Regions from separate parts of the Sus scrofa genome. Here region 1 is linked to region 2. Evidence: chromatin contacts called from public Hi-C data. All regions are on one chromosome and are shown on one strand. The core of a region is the stretch at or near the end of the contact, and the rest is flanking DNA. Distances in the headings are between cores, read along the strand shown.

Region 1 (4,801 bases), core at 2,104-4,603, 160 kb before region 2:
GGGAGAAAACACTAGTTTCAACAAGCCTGCAGAAACCCTCCAAGAGCCAAGGGGTCCCCTCATTGTCCGTTTCATCCTGGCGTCGTGCAAAAGGCACGTGCAAAAGGCAGCATCTCACCACGCGACTCACAGATGTACTCTGAGAGACACTTACCAATTATAGACATTCGCTTCCGGTCACTGTTGAAGTCTAAAATGGCCAGAACATTGTAGGTCCTCTCGGTGCCCAACTCGCTGATGGTGATCGTGTTCTGGGTCCTGGCGAGGAAGGCAAAGCCGAAGTTCCTGGCGGCGTTTACCAGAGCGCCTTCATCAGGAGAGGCTGCCTGGTAATTGAGCTGACCTAGCAAAGGAGGCAGAAGAGAAAAACCAGAAAAGCTGAGCTCACCACCAAGTGCTCACCAGCATGGTTCATGTGGGGGATGAGGATGTATAGTTGTCCCTTGGTATCTGTGGTGGGATTGTTCCAGGAGCCCCACGGATGCCAAATTCCGTGGATGCTTGAATCTCATCTGTGACAGCAGACTACAGAGAATATATTCAACCGCGGCAGCCACAGATGGCCCAACCATACTGCAGAGCCCACAAAACCCCCAAGAAAACCAGCCATAGATTCTTAAGGAGTATGCCAACATTAACTTTAAATTGTTTAAATGGGAGTTCCCTTCATGGCTCAGAAGTTAACGAACCCAACTAGTATCCATGAGGACGCAGGTTCAACCTCTGGCCTCACTCAGTGGGTTAAGGATCTGGCATTGCCCTGAGCTGTGGTGTAGGTTGCAAACTTGGCTCAGATCCCAAGTTGCTGTGGCTGTGGTGTAGGCCAGTGGCTACAGCTTCAACTGGACCCCTAGCCTGGGAACCTCCATATGCTGTGGATACGGCCCTAAAACACACACACACACACACACACACACACACACCCAAAAAAGGAGAGAATGAAATTGTTTCAACTTCAGGAGTTCCCGCTGTGGCTCAATGGGATCAGCAGCATTTTGGAAGTGCTGAGATGCAGGTTCTATCCCCAACCAGGAACAGTGGGTAAAGGATCTGGTGCTGCAGCTGCAACTTAGGTCACAACTGCAGCTTGAAACTAATCCCTGGCCCGGAAACTCCATATGCCACTGGGTGGCCAAAAATGAGAAAAATAAATAACTAAAATAAATTGTTTAACATTTTATTTCTAATTATAAACAATAATATAAACTAGAAGTTAAAAAAAGAACTGGCCAAAAAAAAAAAAAAAAAAAAAACTGGCCAAGGGGGGAAAAAAATCTCATAATCCAGAGGAAATGTAACACTATTGACATTTTCTTATAATTTCTTCCAATTCTTTGGGAAATGCCTATTTCTGTAATAGTTTCTATCATGCTAAATATATATTACATCCTGATTATTTTAACTGTATTTTGAGCATGTTATCACAGCTTTAAAAATTCTTTCTATACACTATTTACTAATGAATGTAACTTGTGAATGTAACATGTGACCGTTTTCCTATTACAGGCATTTAATTCCTTTCCTAAATGTTTTGTACTCTCAAAAGTTAACATGGTAGGAGTTCCGTTTTGGCCCAGCAGGTTAAGGATCTGGTGTTATCACTGCAGTGGCTTGGGTCACTGCTGTGATGTGGATTTGATCCCCTGGCCCGGGAATTTCTAAATGCTGCAGGCACAGCCAAAAAAAAAAAAAAAAAAAAAAAAAAGGTAAGAAATAAGAAAAGTAGCATTGTAATAATCATTTTGTATGTGTATAAAAGTTTTTCTGTTTTCTTTCTTTTTTTGACTTTTTGCCTTTTCTAGGGACGCTCCTGTGGCATATGGAGGTTCCCAGGTGCAGGGGTCTAGTGGGAGCTGTAGCCGCCAGCCTACACCACAGACACAGCAATGCGGGATCCGAGCCGTGTCTGCGACCTATACACCACAGCTCACTGCAATGCCGAATCCTTAACCCACTGAACAAAGCCAGGGATCGAACCTGCAACCTCATGGTTCCTAGTCGGATTCATTAACCAGAGCCACAATGGGAACTCCTGTCTCTGTTTTCTAAGGATAGCTTCCTAGTAGTGAAAATACTCAGCTAAAGAATGCTGATAATTTTTAAGCCTGTTGGCACATATATCACTCACTTATTTTCTAAAAGGGTTGTACCAGGTTATTTTCCTTCTAGAAGAATGTGCCTATTATGTCATTTTAGATATACTCTCATAACTTAAAAAAAATCTCAAAATTTATCAATCTGTTTCAATATCTTGATGTTTAAAAGTTAAATAATGGGAAACTGCCTTTTTTTTTACAACTACTTTGCAACAACAGGAGTAAATCTCACCATTTCTTTCTAGTGAAAGAAGCCAGACACCAAGTAAAAACTACATGATTCCAGTTACTACGGAGCACAAAATAGACAACGCGAACCCACACTATCAAAGTCAGGGCCATTGTAATAGTTACCCCTGGAGGGGCAATGGCTGGAAGGGAACATCCGGGGAACTGATAATGTTCTGTTGTAAAAAAATCTGAGTGCTCATGACAAGGGAATATTCAGTTTGTGAAAATTCATTGAGCTATGTGTTTGTCTCTGTACAGAAGCTATACATCTATAAAAAATATTTTTAAAAAGCTCTGCCCATCCAAGATTTTCTATTTTTCCACTCTTAGTTCTTTTGCCTCAAAGTCGAATGAAAACTATTTCAATGGTCAAATGAATTTTCACAGGAAAAGGCATTTTGTTTCCTACCAGGTTTGCCCAGGATGCAAGCCATGGATGGATGGGCAGCTCTCCACGCAGCCATCCAGGAGAAAGGGGAAGATGCCCCAGGGTGAACACCAGTTGGTAGTGCCAAACGCCCTTCCCTACCCTCTTCTCTTCACATACATGCTCAGATGGTTCACCCTAAGTATTAACTCACTCCCAGTTAGTAATTAAAGGTGACACTCAGTTGGTCTCTATTTGTTCACCCAGAAAGTCATACACCAGAAGTTACACATGTGCCCTCTAAATCCAGCCCTTCTACAAATATACACACATGCCAGAGGGTAAAATATTTAACCAGAGCTAAACAAGTAGCAGTGAGAACACAGTCCCCTCCTTTAGCAAGTATCCCTGGCAGGGATATATTGCATCATACTGAAGGCAAAATTATTTCCAATGGAAAAAAAGGATCAAAATAATAAAAGGTGATAAAGTTCCCATGAGTAAGACAATCATATCTGGAGCAAACACTGATACTTTTATCATAAAGAGAAAATCCTTCCATTTTGTTCTAGCAAGGGAATCAGAACTGCAGGCTAATAGAGACAGGTGGAACTTCAGGGACCTGGTTCAAACTCCAAACTTCTGTTTGCAGGAGGAAACCGGGACTAAAAATTAACCCCCTGAAACCTTTTATGAATGAAACTATCCGCCACATGCTCAGATGCAACCAAAGATACCTTCTTTTCTTTTAAGACTCACTTGTGGGCATTCCTGTCATGGTACAGTGGTTAACAAATCCCACTAGGAACCATGAAGTCGAGAGTTCGATCCCTGGCCTTGCTCAGTGGGTTAAGGATCCGGCGCTGCCGTGAGCTGTGCTGTAGGTCACAGATGCAGCTCAGATCCCGCATTGCTGTGGGATCTCTAGCCTGGGAACCTCCATATACCTCAGGAGTGGCCCTAGAAAAGGCAGAAAGACCAAAAAAAAAAAAAAAAAGACTCACTTCTGGATCGAGGAATTGACACAAATTCAAAAGATGCTCAAGGAGTTACCATTGTGGCTCAGTGGTTAAGAACCCTACTAGTATCCATGAGGACACAGGTTTGATCCCTGGACTCACTAAGTGGGTTAAGGATCTGGTGTTACTGCAAGCTGCAGTGTAGGTCACAGATGAGGTTCGGATATGGCATTGCTGTGGCTATGACGTAGGCCAGTGGCTCCAACTCCGATTTGACCCCTAACTTGGGAACTTCCATATGCTGTGGGTATGGCCCTAAAAAGACCAGGAAAAAAAAAAAAAAAGAAGAAGATGCTCAAACAACAAACCCCGCCTCTCATTATCCTGATTCCATAGCTTCCTCTGACTGATCATCATTCAGTCACCTCTCAGACTGAATACCACCCACATTTGTTTCTTCCCAAAGACCCCATGCTCATCCGGGTTCTCAGTTTCCTCACTGACCTCCAGTGTGTCTCTGCTTCAAACTCCTAGAACACAGCTCTCTAATCATAATCTCAAGATGCATGCCAACTGAAGGCCTTCAGGTGAAGAAACGCCTCCAAGCCTCTCATGCTCTGTTCTTGCATGGCCTCTGCAGGAGGCGGGCGTGTGGCTCCCTTCCTGTGTATACATATACTTTCTCCCAGTTATTCAAGCAAACTCTAATCGAGGTACTGCTGGGAAGGGATTTTACAGATATAATCAAGGTCCAAATTGGTTGATGTTAAGATAATTATCTGGGTGTTTCCAACCGAATTGGGTAAGTCCTCAAAAGGGATGGGGCTCTTCCAGGGGAGAGAGGCTTGAAGCATGGAAGGGGTTTGATGGAAGGGAGTTTCTCCACTGCCAACTTTGAAGATGGAGGGAACCATGTGGCCAGGAAGGAGGGAGGCCTGGGGGAGCAGAGAGAGGCCCCAGTTGAGAGTCAGCAAGGAAATGGAGACTGCAGTTCTACAACCACAGAGAACTGAATCCTACTATAAGATTGGAAGAGGTTGCTGATCTCCAGATGACAGCGTGGCCCGGTCTTGACTTCAGGGAGATCCTTAGCCTTAAAGTCATGCCATGTCTAGACTTCTAACCTAAAGAAATGAGAGCGAATGAAG
Region 2 (4,646 bases), core at 1,791-4,290:
CTAAACTAGAATGAAAAAGAAAAAATTTTTTCAATGGGGGAATTGGTTTCAGATGCTCTCAAATATGTGTGTGTGTGTGTGTGTGTGTGTGTATATATATGCTCTCAAATATGTCATTGGAAATATTTACACTCTCTCCCCATCTTCCTCATCTTCTGACTGCATGAGAAGTAACTCCCCCTAGGTAGAAGGGAGATCTACATCAGTGTTCTCCAAATTAGCCTGCCCATCAGAACCACTTCAAGGGCTTTGAAGAGTTAGACTCTAGATTCTGGGGCTCTACCCCAGATCTGCTTACTTAGGTCCTGCATATGGCCCTTGGGAACCATGGAGCTCTGAGCCCCTCCAGCCATGATGCCAACATTGGCCCCAACTATAATTCCATGGCATGCTGGGTCTATCAGAGACAGCTGAAGCTTTGAGAATCAAGTTCATGACTTTCCCACTTATCTAAGACATGCTAAGGGCCCTGAAGGGAACCCAGAGAAACTTCACAAAGATGTGCTGTCTCTGTTACACATCCTGTCCTCGTGTAGACATCTCACCTTGCCTAAACGCTTGTCTTCTTGTTTACATAAACTGGGATCTTGTAGCAGTGTGCTTGGGTACCTGTGTGTATGTGTATGTGTATGCAGGTGGCCTCATTGCCCACCTCCCTCCCCAATCTCTAAGATACCACCATGGTACAGAGGCCCAGCACGCATGATCCCAGAAGGGTTACCACGGCCTTTTACTACTACCCAAGCTCCACCTTCTTTTCCTGGTTTCAGGCCATCGTTAAGAAATCAGACTAACACCGTTCTCATGGAGAGCTTCAAAGGCAGCCTAAGAGAAGGCGCTCCAGGCGAGGAGTTTGGCCTTTTGCTTCCTCAAGTATAATAGAACGTTTGGCCCAAATGCTGTCTAAGAAAAACCTTCCAGAGCTAAACTCCATGGGTGAGTTTTCTTGGTTGTTTTGTTTTGTTTTTTTCCTTTTTCTTTTTAGGGCCACAGCTGCTGCATATGGAGGTTCCCAGGTCAGGGGTCAAATTGGAGCTACAGCTGCCCGCCTATACCACAGCCATAGCAACATCAGATCTGAGCCACACCTGCAAGGTCCACCACAGCTCCTGGCAACACCAGATCTTTAACCCACTTAGCGAGGCCAGGGATCGAACCAACATCCTCATGGATCCTGGTTGGGATCTTAATCTGCTGAGCCACAACAGGAACTCCATGTTTTGTTTTTTTTAAATGATGGTGCCTGGTAATACTGTGCAGCTATCAAAAATGAAACACTTGCATATTTTGCCAGACCTTAGAAAAGTACTTACAAAAATATATTAAATTTAAAATACAAGAAAATTGCACACACACTGATGACAGAAAAATTGTGTATTACCATTCAAGATAATAAAGGTAGAGGAGCTATGGAAAGTTTTGGTATTGGGCCATGAAAGTGTGGGTGAAAATAATTTAAATTACTCAACTTGTTCTAAAAATTGTTTTAATAATAATAAATATTTCAATAAATTAAAGTGACAGTGGTACAGATGGACTACACTGAGCCAGGAGTTTTTTCCTGGATAAGTAGTGCATGGAGGGAAAGACAGAGTAGTGTACATTTCTGTTACTCATTAACTCTGACTGGAGCCCAGTATAATCAGCCTTGTTTGAGAAAAAAGTTTTCTCAATCAGATGTCTATTCTAATTTTCTCTGTCCCTCTTTTAAACCGAAGTTTTCTCTTTCTGGGGTCCCTTTTCCAAGATTTCTTTTCATAGTAATATTCCTATTAATATTCTTTGAAAAATGTTCAAAGAAAACTTGTATTGATCGAAGGATGGAGATGGATGTTCTTAAAATGCAGAATTGAGATTTTCATGAATAGAGAGTCAAGCATGTATCCTGGTCCATTTAGGAAGGGTTCAGATCTTTTTCATTCTCCTCAGGGCTTCCTCATTTTGAGAAAATGGGAGATGTTTTGAAATGGGCTACTAATCAAGCAGGAAGCTTCCTTATCCATGAGATCACGTGATATGTTTTGTGCTCTCAGGATTAAGGAAAACAAATGGCTCAGTAAATATTCATTGAATGAATGAATGAATGTATATATGGAACAGGACGAATGAATCTATGGAAATACATGGAGAGCTTCTATGGTAACATATTTATCCAGGGTCTAGCAGACTTTTATGACCTTCGTGATAACCAGCAAAAAAAAAAATCATCTTCCCCTCATCCCACTTTTTACTTGTAAAATGGAGATGATGGAACATAACTCAGAGGGTTGTTCAAATAAGAGGATGCTGTGCCTGGCACAGCGTGTGACAAGTAAGCTCTGGCTCTAAGAGCTAAAAGAACTTTTCCTTCCCATTCAAAATTTAAAACTATATATTTTGATAAGAGAGGAGGTTATCAACTTCTCTAGCTGTTAGAGTGGTTGATATCTTGCTAGGAATTCTTTTTAATTCTCTAATGAATGCAAATCTCACAGTAATGCAGAACTCTTTCTTATTAGCCTGGCATATGCTAAAAGATTGGGTTATCTTGACTCACTGGAGAATGAACTGCTCCAGAAGAGGGCCGAGCCTTCTGTGCCAGAACTTGGGAGTTGGGAGGAGAGACCTCTATGTTTTTCCAAAGCTCTCCAGGGGTTTCAGAGGCATGACTGTGTGTGGAAATGCCTGGTCCAGCTTATTTCACAGGTGAAGACCTGTGGGGGATTTGTCCACTCAGTCTCAACGAGGCTGAGAAGGGTTTCTTGTTGACGTTGGTCTTCTCTGCTCACTAGGTCATTCTTCCTGTTTCTCATTTTCACGCATATTTTAACCCCGTCTCTTGTAGTTTCTTGTGACTTCGGCCCTGGGGCTGCTGTTGAGAGTCTGATCTAAGCAGGGGCCCTGGGTGGCATTCCACTGGGCTGGGCTCTAGCTATGCAAATCTGGCTGCTGGCCCCAGGGAGGTAGGTAAATTCTATGAAAACAAGCTCATGTCTACACAGTGGCAGAGGAGGTTGGGCAAGACCCCTCCCTCTGTCTATACAAAGGTCACTGCCTCAGAAGTCAGGAGCCATGGATCAGCCAGAGGGCAGTGAAAGCAGCTGGAGACAGGGAGGCAGCCCAGGGTGGTGGTTTGAGAGCCTGGGCTCTGGAGCCAGATGACTGAGCCCATGTTCCTGCCTCTGTGCCACCTCGGCAGGGTGGTTTGAGAGCCTGGGCTCTGGAGCCAGATGGCTGAGCCCATGTTCCTGCCTCTGTTTTCGCCTCTGTTAAATGGGGATAATAATATTACCCACCTCTTAGGGGTGTTATGAGGACTAAATGGGCTAGTATTTATAATGTGCCTAGAGCAGTGCTTGACATTAGTAAGTCCAAGGTTAATGCTGGGTAAATGCTTTATAAATGCTTTTTCAAGTACTTTCCACTTGTCTGGATAAGGTATACCTGGTGCCCCTTGGAGGGACAGGGGATTAGGCCCTGTCAAAACACATGCTGCATTACTACTCCTTGCTTTTTTTTTTTTTTTTTTTTTTTGGCCTCGCCTGTAGCATAGAGAAATTCCTGGGCCAGGGCTCAAACCTGTGCCATATCAGCCACCTGAACCACAGCAGTGATAACGTAGCACCCTTAACCCGCTGTTCACACAGGAACTCCAACACATGCTGCTTTGAAATGTGACTTTCTTTATTGGGTCACCAGACAGTCCATTGCTCTCTCACCCACTTAGAACCCTTGACCATGGGGCTGGTCTTCCTCTGGTGAGATAAGATGGGACCTGGTTTTCTTTGAGGACACCTAAGCTGTTGTATTAGATAGTATCCACCCTTTTCTGCAGTCAGCATGTGGCAAACCCTGCTAGACTCATGAGAAACTTGAATCGTTAATTCTCCTTACGGGAGAGCTGCCATTTCTGACCCTGAGGGTCCCAAGATGACAGGGGGTGGCAATGAAGCTCACACATAATGTGAGTCAGTGTCACAGAGTGAACTCCTCACGTCCATGGAGAAAAGGATCTAATTTAGGCTACACCTCGGCAGCCAGAAAATTAATGTTTAATCATCAGTCATTACATCTGACCTTCCCCAAAGTGCCATAAAGCAATGAAGACAACTGTCACGGAGAAATGGAAATTGCACAGGCTTTTTATCAAGTTATTGCTTCAAAAAAAAAAAAAATAGTAACCAGGCTTCTGAATTGTCTGCTAATCATGCTCTTGCTTTTCATTATAGCTTTGCCACATATGATCTATCCTAAAATATATTGTTTTCAGTTTTCTGCATGTTTTCAAACTTTCTATAAACAGAATCATACTGTATATGCTCTTTTGTGTCTGGCTTCTGTAGCTTGACATATTTCTTAGATGCTTTAGCATGGTTGAGCGCAGTTGCATGTCATCCCATTGTGTGGCTATATCACCATTTATCTACTGTGCCGTTGGGAGAAATATTGATCATTTCCATTGTTTGTTTGTTTGCTATTACAAACCATGGTTGTATTCCTAGAGATCTTGCCTGCTGCCTTTAATGTAGTGTAATGTAACATAATCACTTTAATTTTTATGAAGACTATAGACTCTATTAAGGGACTGCACTTAGATGTCTTCATTTGGACTTCAAAATACCTGTGCAATAGCTCTCCTACTGAGGATGTTGCAATCTGGAGAGTAC

Evidence for each region. Hi-C and Micro-C count contacts between places; a contact is called where the count stands out from the background.
Region 1: a Hi-C map of liver shows a contact between it and region 2, with 8 times the contacts expected there. The contact joins two enhancer-like sites. A contact is called at or near these places in 1 of 5 promoter capture datasets (liver) and 4 of 47 Hi-C or Micro-C datasets (liver and skeletal muscle).

What each region holds. Positions count from the first base shown.
Region 1 is chr1:163,035,868-163,040,668 of Sscrofa11.1, reverse strand. ATP8B1 (phospholipid-transporting ATPase IC) reads right to left here. Exons shown (of 28, transcript XM_021100031.1): 16 at 155-343. Among named protein-coding and RNA genes, the nearest start is that of SLC51B, 43 kb to the left of the region's middle. Within about 2 kb of position 3,353, at least 6 of the 83 cell types and tissues checked have an H3K27ac peak or open chromatin away from gene starts, as enhancers often do. A contact at or near this core is called in liver, where this site is marked.
Region 2 is chr1:162,876,230-162,880,875 of Sscrofa11.1, reverse strand. No RefSeq gene overlaps it. Among named protein-coding and RNA genes, the nearest start is that of ATP8B1, 58 kb to the left of the region's middle. Within about 2 kb of position 3,040, at least 12 of the 83 cell types and tissues checked have an H3K27ac peak or open chromatin away from gene starts, as enhancers often do. A contact at or near this core is called in liver, where this site is marked.